3 separate regions of the Mus musculus genome follow, and regions 1 and 3 are each linked to region 2. Evidence: chromatin contacts called from public Hi-C and HiChIP or PLAC-seq data. All regions are on one chromosome and are shown on one strand. Each heading gives the region's core, a stretch centred on a gene start, on an enhancer-like site or on the middle of the called end of the contact. The rest is flanking DNA. Distances are from core to core; before and after follow the strand shown. Region 1 overlaps A330033J07Rik (RIKEN cDNA A330033J07 gene). Region 2 holds the start of 4930471G24Rik (RIKEN cDNA 4930471G24 gene). Region 3 holds the start of 4931429P17Rik (RIKEN cDNA 4931429P17 gene).

Region 1 (3,010 bases), core at 193-2,692, 410 kb after region 2:
TTAAACACAGGTATCCAAGAAGACGAAAGATGGGGAAAGGCCAGGAAAATAGAAAGGGGCCCATATGAACAGAAAATAGAAGGCTTTAAGGAGAGCTTAGAGAGAGGGAAGCAGACCATAGGAGAAATGAAAATGGAAGAGAAAGGACGTGCCAATGAGAAATCAATTGGAACGTAATGTGTTTGAAAATGCAACAGAGAAAGCTATTGATTTATAAACTCATTTTTATAAAATAAAATGTAAGTAACTTCATGTTAGCCAATCTGTCTCTTTCTATTGTTCTGTCCCTTTGTTCCCATACTATAAAAGCCAAACACCATTACGTGGAATAAAATTCCAATTTCTTTTCTAAATTCTAAAACCCACAAATAAAAGGCAACTGGCTCTTTCAGTAACCTTGCTGAGCTGCGATCTTTAACACACGTAAGACACTCAATGCAAATAGTGTATGTAAGCTCAAATGTATTTTCTTGCAGCTTCCTGTGTGAAATCACAGGATGAGTGGCCAGCTACATTTCAAGACTGGAAACTTCTTAGTTCCTGGAAAGTTAAATGGTCCAAGATGGCTCTTGCTGATCCAAATGAATGAGACACAATAGGCTTGGGACTATTGATTTGTAAACTAATTTTAAAATAAAATGTAAGTAACTTGATGTTAGCCAATCTGCCTTTTTCTATTATTCTGTTATATTGTTCAATCTGGAGATGGGCAAAACCACATGTCTTAGTTTGGGTTTTATTGCTGTGATGAGACACCATGGCCAAAGAAATTCTCCTAAAGGCAAACATTTAATTGGGGCTGGCTTACAATTTTAGAGGTTTAGTCCATCATCATCATAGCAGGAAGCATGGTAGTATCCAGGCAGGTGTGGTACAAGGGGAACCGAGAGTTCTACATCTTGATTTGAAGGCTGGTAGTACAAGATTGGTTTCCAGGCAAGTAGGATGAGGGTCTAAAGCCCACTCCCACAGTGGCACACCTATTCCAACAAGACCACACCTACTAATAGTGCCACTCCCTCAGCCAAGCATATTCAAACCAACACATCACCGACAGTAGAGCGGAGGATACCTCAGGGATACCAGGAAAGAACTCAAAGGCTGTGTGCTCCTCTACTGACACAGTCTAGGTGGAAAGTTCCAGTACACTAGATATACCCAGAGGTGGCATGCACTCAAACAGGGATGCACAGAGATATGCTCTAAAAGCCATAACAGGGAACCCAGAAAGAACCCCAGGAGACGCCAGCTCTAAATAAAACTGAAGAATGCTATCCATTCCCAAGTTCTTGCATTGGAGAGGAATAGCCACAGTTTTTAAGCCCAGGAAAAGATGAAGGAGGCATGAGAAGATCTAAGGTTGAACTTCAACACTGATGCCTAAGAATGAGTCAGATGAGATGGATTCATACAGAGAGGAACACTGGCTGACTTAGCTGAAAAGCAGCTTGGATGACTCACTCTCCAGCAACACCCCTCCCCTCCCCCTCTCCTCTCCCTGTCATCTCTGTCTCTCTCTCTCTCTCTCTTCCCCTCCCTATCCCTATCCCCCTCCCCTCCCAGTCTCTCTGTCTCTGTCTCTCTTTCTCTGTCTCTCTTTCTCTCTCTCTTCCCCTCCCCTCCTTCTCCCTCTCCCCTCTTCCTCTTCCTTCCCTCCCTATCTCCCCTCTAGTTTTTCTTTCCTTCTTCTTCTCCCCATCCTCTCCCTCTCTTCCCCATTCCCCTTTTCCTTTCCACAGAAAGGAGAGTATAGTCTACTATAATATACTATAATAATTAGTATTACAGTGTATACTATATAGTAAATATAGTATAATAGTTAATGACCATTATCTTTATCTTGTTAATAATGATTGGCACTCAAAGATGTCTTACAGCTAATGTGCTTCAACCTCAAAATCACAAAAAATAAAAAAAAAATAAAAAATAAAGAGGAAAACAAAGCTTAATGAGAAGACAAACAGAAAAACCACCAAGGACATCCCCCCTCCAGAGACAACAAGGACATCCCCCCTCCAGAGACACCAAGTACAACTCCCCCCTCCAGGGACACCAAGTACACGCCCCTCTTCAGCAACACCTTTTGATCTACAATCAGACTCATGACTCCAAGAGAACTCCAGGGAATGAGTTTACATAGTCAAAACCCAGAAAAGGAACTGAAGCCAAGTTTCCTCCACAGCGGAGAAGATGCTGCCTGGTGTCTACAGAGACTGGCAGAGCGCATGCAACTTTTACTTTGCCACGCTCACTGTCTGCCTCTGCTCTCTGCAAGAAGGAAGGAGATTTATCCGTAACAGATTCCAGGAATGTGTTTATCACTGTTACCATCCATTAAGTTAAGCTTTCTTTATCTCTGCAGAATAAAACAACATTTTTAAACAGTATTTGTTTTATTTTTATGTCTCTGGGTCCCGTGAGTTCTGGATGGAGGGAAGGAGAGAGGTGGGGGCAATGGGAAGGGAAGGGAGTCTGTCAAACTACGGTTTTGAAAAAGGAATCAGGCATTAGTGGCCCATACCTGTAGCCCCACCACTTGGGAAGTTCTCACAGTCAAGGTCACCTTCAAATGATTAGCATGTCTGAGACCAGACTAAGAAAGCATACACATGCACAAATGTACCCTCGCACACATTAAGTAGGGAAAAACAGGAAGGAAGGAAAAGAAGAAAAGAGTATTCTTTTAGTGACACAATAGCAGTATTTCTAACCTACAGTATACTAAGGGCAAGAATATATATTTAGACTCTTGGGGTACAAGAGAAGATTGGTATAGAGTGATACACATTCTGCTTCATCAGTCAGTTGAAGATAAAGAACAGCGACTGGGGAGCAAGAGGGAACCACAGCTCAGCAACGTTCAAGTTCATCAATGGCTCTAAAGAATATTCTGTCAGGGCACCTTCATTTCAGGGATGGGGAAATACATGGAGACCACTTCCCATGGTGGCAAGACTTGTCCACCCACAGGTTGCAGACCCAGAAAGAGCTGATGGAGCAGGCTTGCAGC
Region 2 (2,958 bases), core at 366-2,865:
ACTCTGACCCCCAACGAAGGCTCCCAGGCAGCTGTTGGTACACAGGCTATCGTGTCTTCAAGTTGTCACTTCCAAGTTCCTCAGGAGGAAATTCGGTTGGTGCTTCAATGTAGGTCTTTATAGATAGGTAAATAAGAAATTTATAATTGCGTACGCGGCATAGAAAGCTGAATGTCAAATACTCAGCTTTGTCTCAGATCAGCCTGGCTCTCAGAATCCTTTTTTCCTTCTATGGCTCCAGGTTAGAGTTGACCCAAAGCAGCATTTGCACCGTTCGGAAAGTAGAACCAAGACACCGTAAACACAGGTGAGTTCAGTCATGATTAGATGCTACCAGAGAGAGGCAGACAGAGAGGAGACAGGCTGTTTCACCTTCTCAGTCCTTGCCGTGTGTCTACCTCTTTCTTGGGCACCCTGTGTTCTTGCTAACCTGCGCTAACTCAGCTTGCTAACCTGCGCTAACTCAGCTTGATCACCAGAGGCAGAGGCAAGATTCTCCTGCTGACTGCACCAGCTCGTCCTGACACTCACCTCAGGCTGGGTGCGCCTGACCTCATTCCCCCGAGTTCTCCTGCAAGCTCCCACTTGTTCATTTGTGCCCCTCCCCGAGGGCTGATGGGGACAGACTTGTCTGGGCCCCTAGCCCTTCCTCAGCCTCTCACTCCCCAACTTCTTGGGTGTGGCCCTGCTTCTATAAATAATATAGGCTGCACTCTATTCTTAGTGGCCTAGCTGTCCTGAAGGACCTCTGACACACAAATGCATTCTGAAACAGCAAATGGAACAGGAAAGAGAAAGTATGAGAGGGAAAGAGTGATGCTATAAATAACACACACAGGGAGTTCACACCTAGCAAGAGGCTTGGCAACACAGAGCTGAGGGGGTTAGGGAGACAATTCTAAAATCCATCCTAAAGTATATGAAGACCATTCAAAGAATAATCAGTATTATGAAAGATTTGGCTCCAGCAACACTTATAACTACACACATCTTAAAATGCTACCTAAACATAATAATCACAGAAAATGCTGTGTGAGTTTTCTTTAGAGCCTTCGCTTATAAGTTGCGTTTTCTAAAACCTTATGGTATCTTGCTGAGGGAAAAAAAGAAAACCAAGGCCGAGCTCTTTCAAAGGAAAAGGAGCTCGGTAGGTATGAAGCTGCAGGAACCAAATGCACATTGCTCTGCTGACTGCTGGAGCTCAGCCATTTACTTTCCTGAACACAGGGCTCCCCTCCAGCTCTGCCTTGCCTTTGCAAGAGCTGCTATGGAAAATAAATACCAGGAGTGTAAGCAAAGCAAGGGAAGGAGGTGGCCCCCAAGAAGCAGAGAGATGATGATGATGATGATGATGATGATGATGATAAAAGAAGCTCCCCCGCTGGGACTAATAGAGTCCCTCTTCTCCTTGGTTTTAGACGGGATCTGCACTCAGCTATGCCCTCCAGAGAGATGAAATCCTCTAACCAAACAATGCGCTGACAGGGGACCCTCTGCTCCTGTGTTTTTCTGCCCTGGCTCCAAGGAGTTGGTTTCCTGGCAACCTGCCATGGTGCCGTCATTGCTCCGAAGCATCAATTGGCCTCTAGGGGGAGCCCATCGGCCGTCAACCTCTGAGGATCTCCTCCTCCGGGCTGGCAGGCTGGTCCTTGCAGAGCTCAGGTTGGGCAGCAGCCAGAATAAGGTTATGGCAAGGCATAGGTATTTGATAAATTGGTGTTTTGTGCCTCCTGCACTGTGGGCAACTTCCTGACGGACAACTGCTGACTTTCTAGACTTTGAAGCTAAAAGATATGTAGGAGACAGAGGTCTCGTGGTTTTGGCTAATAAAAGTCTTCCCTAGCTAACTGATCACAGATCAGTAAGCGTCCGGCTTTGCTGTGAAAATGTCTCCCTCACTTCTGGTTTGTCTCACCAATAACTGATTAGTCATTAGTTGAACTGTCTAATGACTTAAAACAATCTAACAACGCAAGATGTTCTCCATTGTGCATACCTATATTCTGCCTCTAAAGACTTCCTGAAGAAAGAAGTCATGCAAACCAGAAAGCAAGGTGAGCAGGCATTTTCATTTTAACGAGAAAGCCTGGCTGTGACCTGCGCACATGCAGGGCTGCCCGCCGAAAGAGGAATTTGTTCTTCTGTGGGTACTACGTCCTGGCACTCCATTCCCCAGATATCTGTTTTTTTCAACCCTCTCTCTAGGTGTGTACACCTTGCAACTTAAATTGGGTCAGAGAGCAGACCCCAAGGGTGGAAGGAAGAAAACATCTGCCTTTCTCACAGGAGAACTCCAGCCGCAGTGACTGGTACCAGGCCAGGCCAATTGTCAAGGTCAGCGCTGGGAAGAAGCTGTTTACTTTGGTCTTCTCCCTGGCTTCTTGGTTTGGTTCTTAAGCATTCATTTCCTATTTTGAAGTTGAGATGATGGGTTGAGGTAAATAAACTGAAAAGCCACAGTCAAAAGTCTACTATGGAATTTTTTTTAAGCATTTAGTTCTACCAGAAGTAGAGGAAGGGACTAGCTATACCAGGGAAATTCTGCAATGGTTTCTTAAATGGTAACTCTGCTTATATGTTTATTTCCCCCATTATTCTATACAGCTTCAAGCTAGGACAGAACAGGTTGTCTATGCTGTCTTCTTGTTTCAGAATCCTATTGTACACAGTGGTATATTGCTTCCATGGAGTGAAAGTCTAACCTCCCACCTCTGAGAAGTGTATATACCAGGCTGCTTGCCTTCAGTTTGAAATTGAAGGGTACAGGCATTCACATTTTCTCGAAAATAAAGTCTCTTAAATGCTTGCTTTTCCCATTCCTTTTATGATCACTTGCACGTGGGAACGGAAGAAATTTATCTCAGTTATGTTGCCATCAGGAACTCAGAGGATCTTCCAGTTCTTTGAAAACCAGCCAAGGACTACATGTATTCGAAAGTGACTGCAAATATTACAAAC
Region 3 (3,010 bases), core at 219-2,718, 350 kb after region 2:
GTGACCAATTCCTGTGTTCCCAGTTAGAGGTGGGAGGTAGAGACAGGAGAATTTTTTGACGCGTGTGTATTGGCTCACCTGGTGTACACAGCACCAAAAAAAAAAAAAAAAAAAAAAAAAAAAAAAAAAAAAAAAAGACAACCCTGTCTCCAACAGGGTGGAAGGTAAGAACTAACACACAAGATTGACATGTTCACACCCACACATGCACACCCACAAAGATCAAGAGAGAAAATCAAATATAACTTTGCAAGGTCAGGCTATCAATATATGTGTATATCATTGTAAATATGAACAATGTTAATAAGCATAAATGTGCAGATGTAAATATAAACAATATAAGTATGAACAGGAACACAAACGTATAGGAATACAAATGCAATCATAAATAGTGAGTTCCTAGCTGTGCAGAACAGATTTCACTCCCCGTTCTACACCTATAGGGTAGCCCGCAGGTGATCAGAGAAGCTCCTCACAGCACAGGCAGCTAAGGCAGACCTGCCTGGCACTCAGGGCCAAACCCAGCATGCTTCTACTTGCCACGGGGATGAGCATTGGCTGCCCTGCCGGGTGCCCTGAAACTAACTCCCTCTGCTTTGCTTTGCCATGGCCCCAGGCTGTGCCCACACCTCTCGGAGCCCAGCTGCAGGCCTTCTGAAAGCACCCAGAGGCCCTTAGTGTTACCTGGCAACGGGCGCACCTGTGAGCTAGGTCAGCCAGGCGATGCTAACCTGTGTGTTGGGGCTTGTGGTTCCCAGGTGCCCTCCCAGGCTCGCTCATTACTGCTCACTCTTTTGGCCCAGAGAGGAGAACAGAGGTGATTGTTTTCTCTCCATGTTTCCTAGAAACAACAGACGCACTGATTAGTTATCCACTGAGAGTCCCCAAAGGCCAAGGTGCACAGAGTAGCATTAACCTGTGCGTGCACCGCTTAAGGAAATACTTTAAGTTTGCTTTGAAGAGGCCTCTGATAGCACCCAGACACAGAACTTACGGAACCCAAATAGCTCTAAATAGTTCAGAGGGAACAATAACAGATTAGTTTAAGGAGAAATAAAATGCGGGCTGGAGAGATGGCTCCGCAGTTAAGCTTGTATACTGCTCTTGCAGAGGACCCAAGTTTAGGGTCTGCTACCTCTGCTGAGAGGCTCACAATCCCCTCTTACTCCGGTACCAGAGAATCCTATGCCCTCTGCTAGCTTACGTACATGTATATGCGCACGTATGTGCACACACACACACCTTAAGAAAATACAGTCTTTTAAAAGTGGAAAAATATACAATAAACATACTTCATTCTCTCTCCAACCCCAACCTCTGTTCTTCCCCCGTTCCTCGTCCCCATCCGTGCTTTCTAGAATCCCAGAAGCGCGGCCAGATGACCTTGGGTCTGGGGTCTGAGCGAATCATTGATTAGCACTGGGTTTTGATGGCCTGCAGCCCTCTATGTAATCAGAATCCATGTTTCTAGCTGCCAGCCCACCTGTGACATCACTTCCTGCCTGCAGCCCTTCCTCCTCTCAGACACCATCTTATGGAAGCAGATGAACTCTGGGAACCCTGCAGGAAAAGACTGCCGCCGGTATCTGAGCTAGGAGAGACCAGCTGGAGAGCTGGCTAGGCAGTTAAGAGCTCTCTGCTCATGCAGGGAACCTGGGTTTGGTTCCCAGTGCCTATAGCAGGAGACTGATAATCGCTTGGAATTCAGATCCCAGGGCATCTGAGGCCACTTCTGACCTCTGAGAGTCCCTGCACACAAGCAATGCAAATGCAGACAAGTAAGCTCGTGCACAAACATGTACATAAACATAAATCAACTTTGTGTAAAAAGATCCAAACACTAGTAGCTTCTATTCTGGTCACGTGAATTTCTTATATTTGGGGCCCTTGGTCAAGCCTTTGGTTGTGACACTTTGCCCCCAGGCGGGTCTGCTCTGCAGTAACTTTATTCTTACCTTCAGGTTGAGCCTTCCAGGGCTCTCAGCTGTGAGAACTACCCCTTAGCTACACCCAGAGCTTAGTAACCAGGGTTCAAGGTGACAGAAAGTCCTCCAACTTTTCTTACGTTCCTTCTAACAAACTCTGATGGGTCCTTCTAGTTGAGAAATCTGGTAGGTTGCTACTGCTGATTTCTCTAGCGTGTTACTTTCATTTTTAAACTTAAGCACGGAATGCCAAGCAAGCTGTTTTTTAAGCCATCAAAATCTTTTCCTTTAGGGGTCTTTTATAATTTGTTTTTGTTTCCCAACACAGATTTATAAACCCGTTTCTCTCTCACAAATCTCACTTACGGGGGTGTTGGAGGGCGGGGATTTCCAGCTCTCAATCTTTTTTTTTTTTTTTCCTTTTGCTGGTAGGGTTGATTAGATTTTGTCTTTCCTTGTTTGAATAAGAAACATTTACATCTTTTACTTGATCTATCCATGGAGGTGTTAGCGGTGCCCAGAGTGAATGTGTGGCACAGCAAATTTCCTGCTGGAGTCGGGAAGAGTTAGCACAAGACTAGGGGGAAACAAAATACAAACAGTGGAAAGCGATTACCACTCCCAACGAGTTCTAAGGCAGCTCAGTGTGAAACCAACCAGAAAATGATCAGCCTACAACCATAACTAGAAGGCACTAAAAAAGACAAAAGCTATCCAGCATCGTGAAAAAAAAAATCCATAAATAAAATGCACCCCAAAAGCATTTGCTGGTAAAAGTATTTAGTGGAGCAATAAAAGAGAGTATTTGGTGTCTTTAGATTAAGTGGGTTTTTTTTTTTATGGAATCTGTACAATTAAACACTATATAAGAGCTGGAGTCTGTGTCTACACCTAATTGAACACAGAATCAGAGAGATGCAGACTCTAAAGGGGCCGTGTACCTTCACTTTATAGACTCAAGGTTAGTTGAGCCATCTTGTTAAGTAAAAGATAGGTTTACTAAAAGCAAGATCATGGAGGGTTTTTTTTTTAACATATATACACACACTCATAGAAAGAGACAGATACATAGCATGAAAAGAATT

Evidence for each region. A called contact is a pair of places that touch in the nucleus more often than the background predicts. HiChIP or PLAC-seq counts read pairs in DNA pulled down with a chosen protein or histone mark.
Region 1: a contact with region 2 is called in a Hi-C map of olfactory sensory neurons, with 3 times the contacts expected there. The contact joins the enhancer-like site here to the promoter of 4930471G24Rik in region 2. A contact is called at or near these places in 2 of 484 Hi-C or Micro-C datasets (olfactory sensory neurons and uterus) and 1 of 115 datasets of contacts at active chromatin or transcription factors (embryonic basal ganglia).
Region 3: an H3K4me3 HiChIP or PLAC-seq map of embryonic basal ganglia shows a contact between it and region 2, with 4 times the contacts expected there. The contact joins the promoter of 4931429P17Rik here to the promoter of 4930471G24Rik in region 2. A contact is called at or near these places in 7 of 39 promoter capture datasets (the 3T3-L1 cell line, cranial neural crest, embryonic stem cells and 3 more), 26 of 484 Hi-C or Micro-C datasets (adipose-derived mesenchymal stem cells, differentiating embryonic stem cells, embryonic fibroblasts and 11 more) and 1 of 115 datasets of contacts at active chromatin or transcription factors (embryonic basal ganglia).

Annotation. Positions count from the first base shown.
Region 1 is chr13:48,073,384-48,076,393 of GRCm38.p6, forward strand. All of the region lies in intron 1 of A330033J07Rik (RIKEN cDNA A330033J07 gene), which reads right to left. Among named protein-coding and RNA genes, the nearest start is that of Gm36346, 37 kb to the right of the region's middle. Within about 2 kb of position 1,443, at least 23 of the 459 cell types and tissues checked have an H3K27ac peak or open chromatin away from gene starts, as enhancers often do. A contact at or near this core is called in olfactory sensory neurons, where this site is marked.
Region 2 is chr13:47,665,935-47,668,892 of GRCm38.p6, forward strand. 4930471G24Rik (RIKEN cDNA 4930471G24 gene) reads left to right here and starts at 1,616. Exons shown (of 2, transcript NR_153835.1): 1 at 1,616-2,054; 2 at 2,206-2,459.
Region 3 is chr13:48,017,140-48,020,149 of GRCm38.p6, forward strand. It overlaps 4931429P17Rik (RIKEN cDNA 4931429P17 gene), which reads right to left and starts at 1,469. Exons shown (of 8, transcript NR_038004.1): 1 at 1,293-1,469; 2 at 732-841.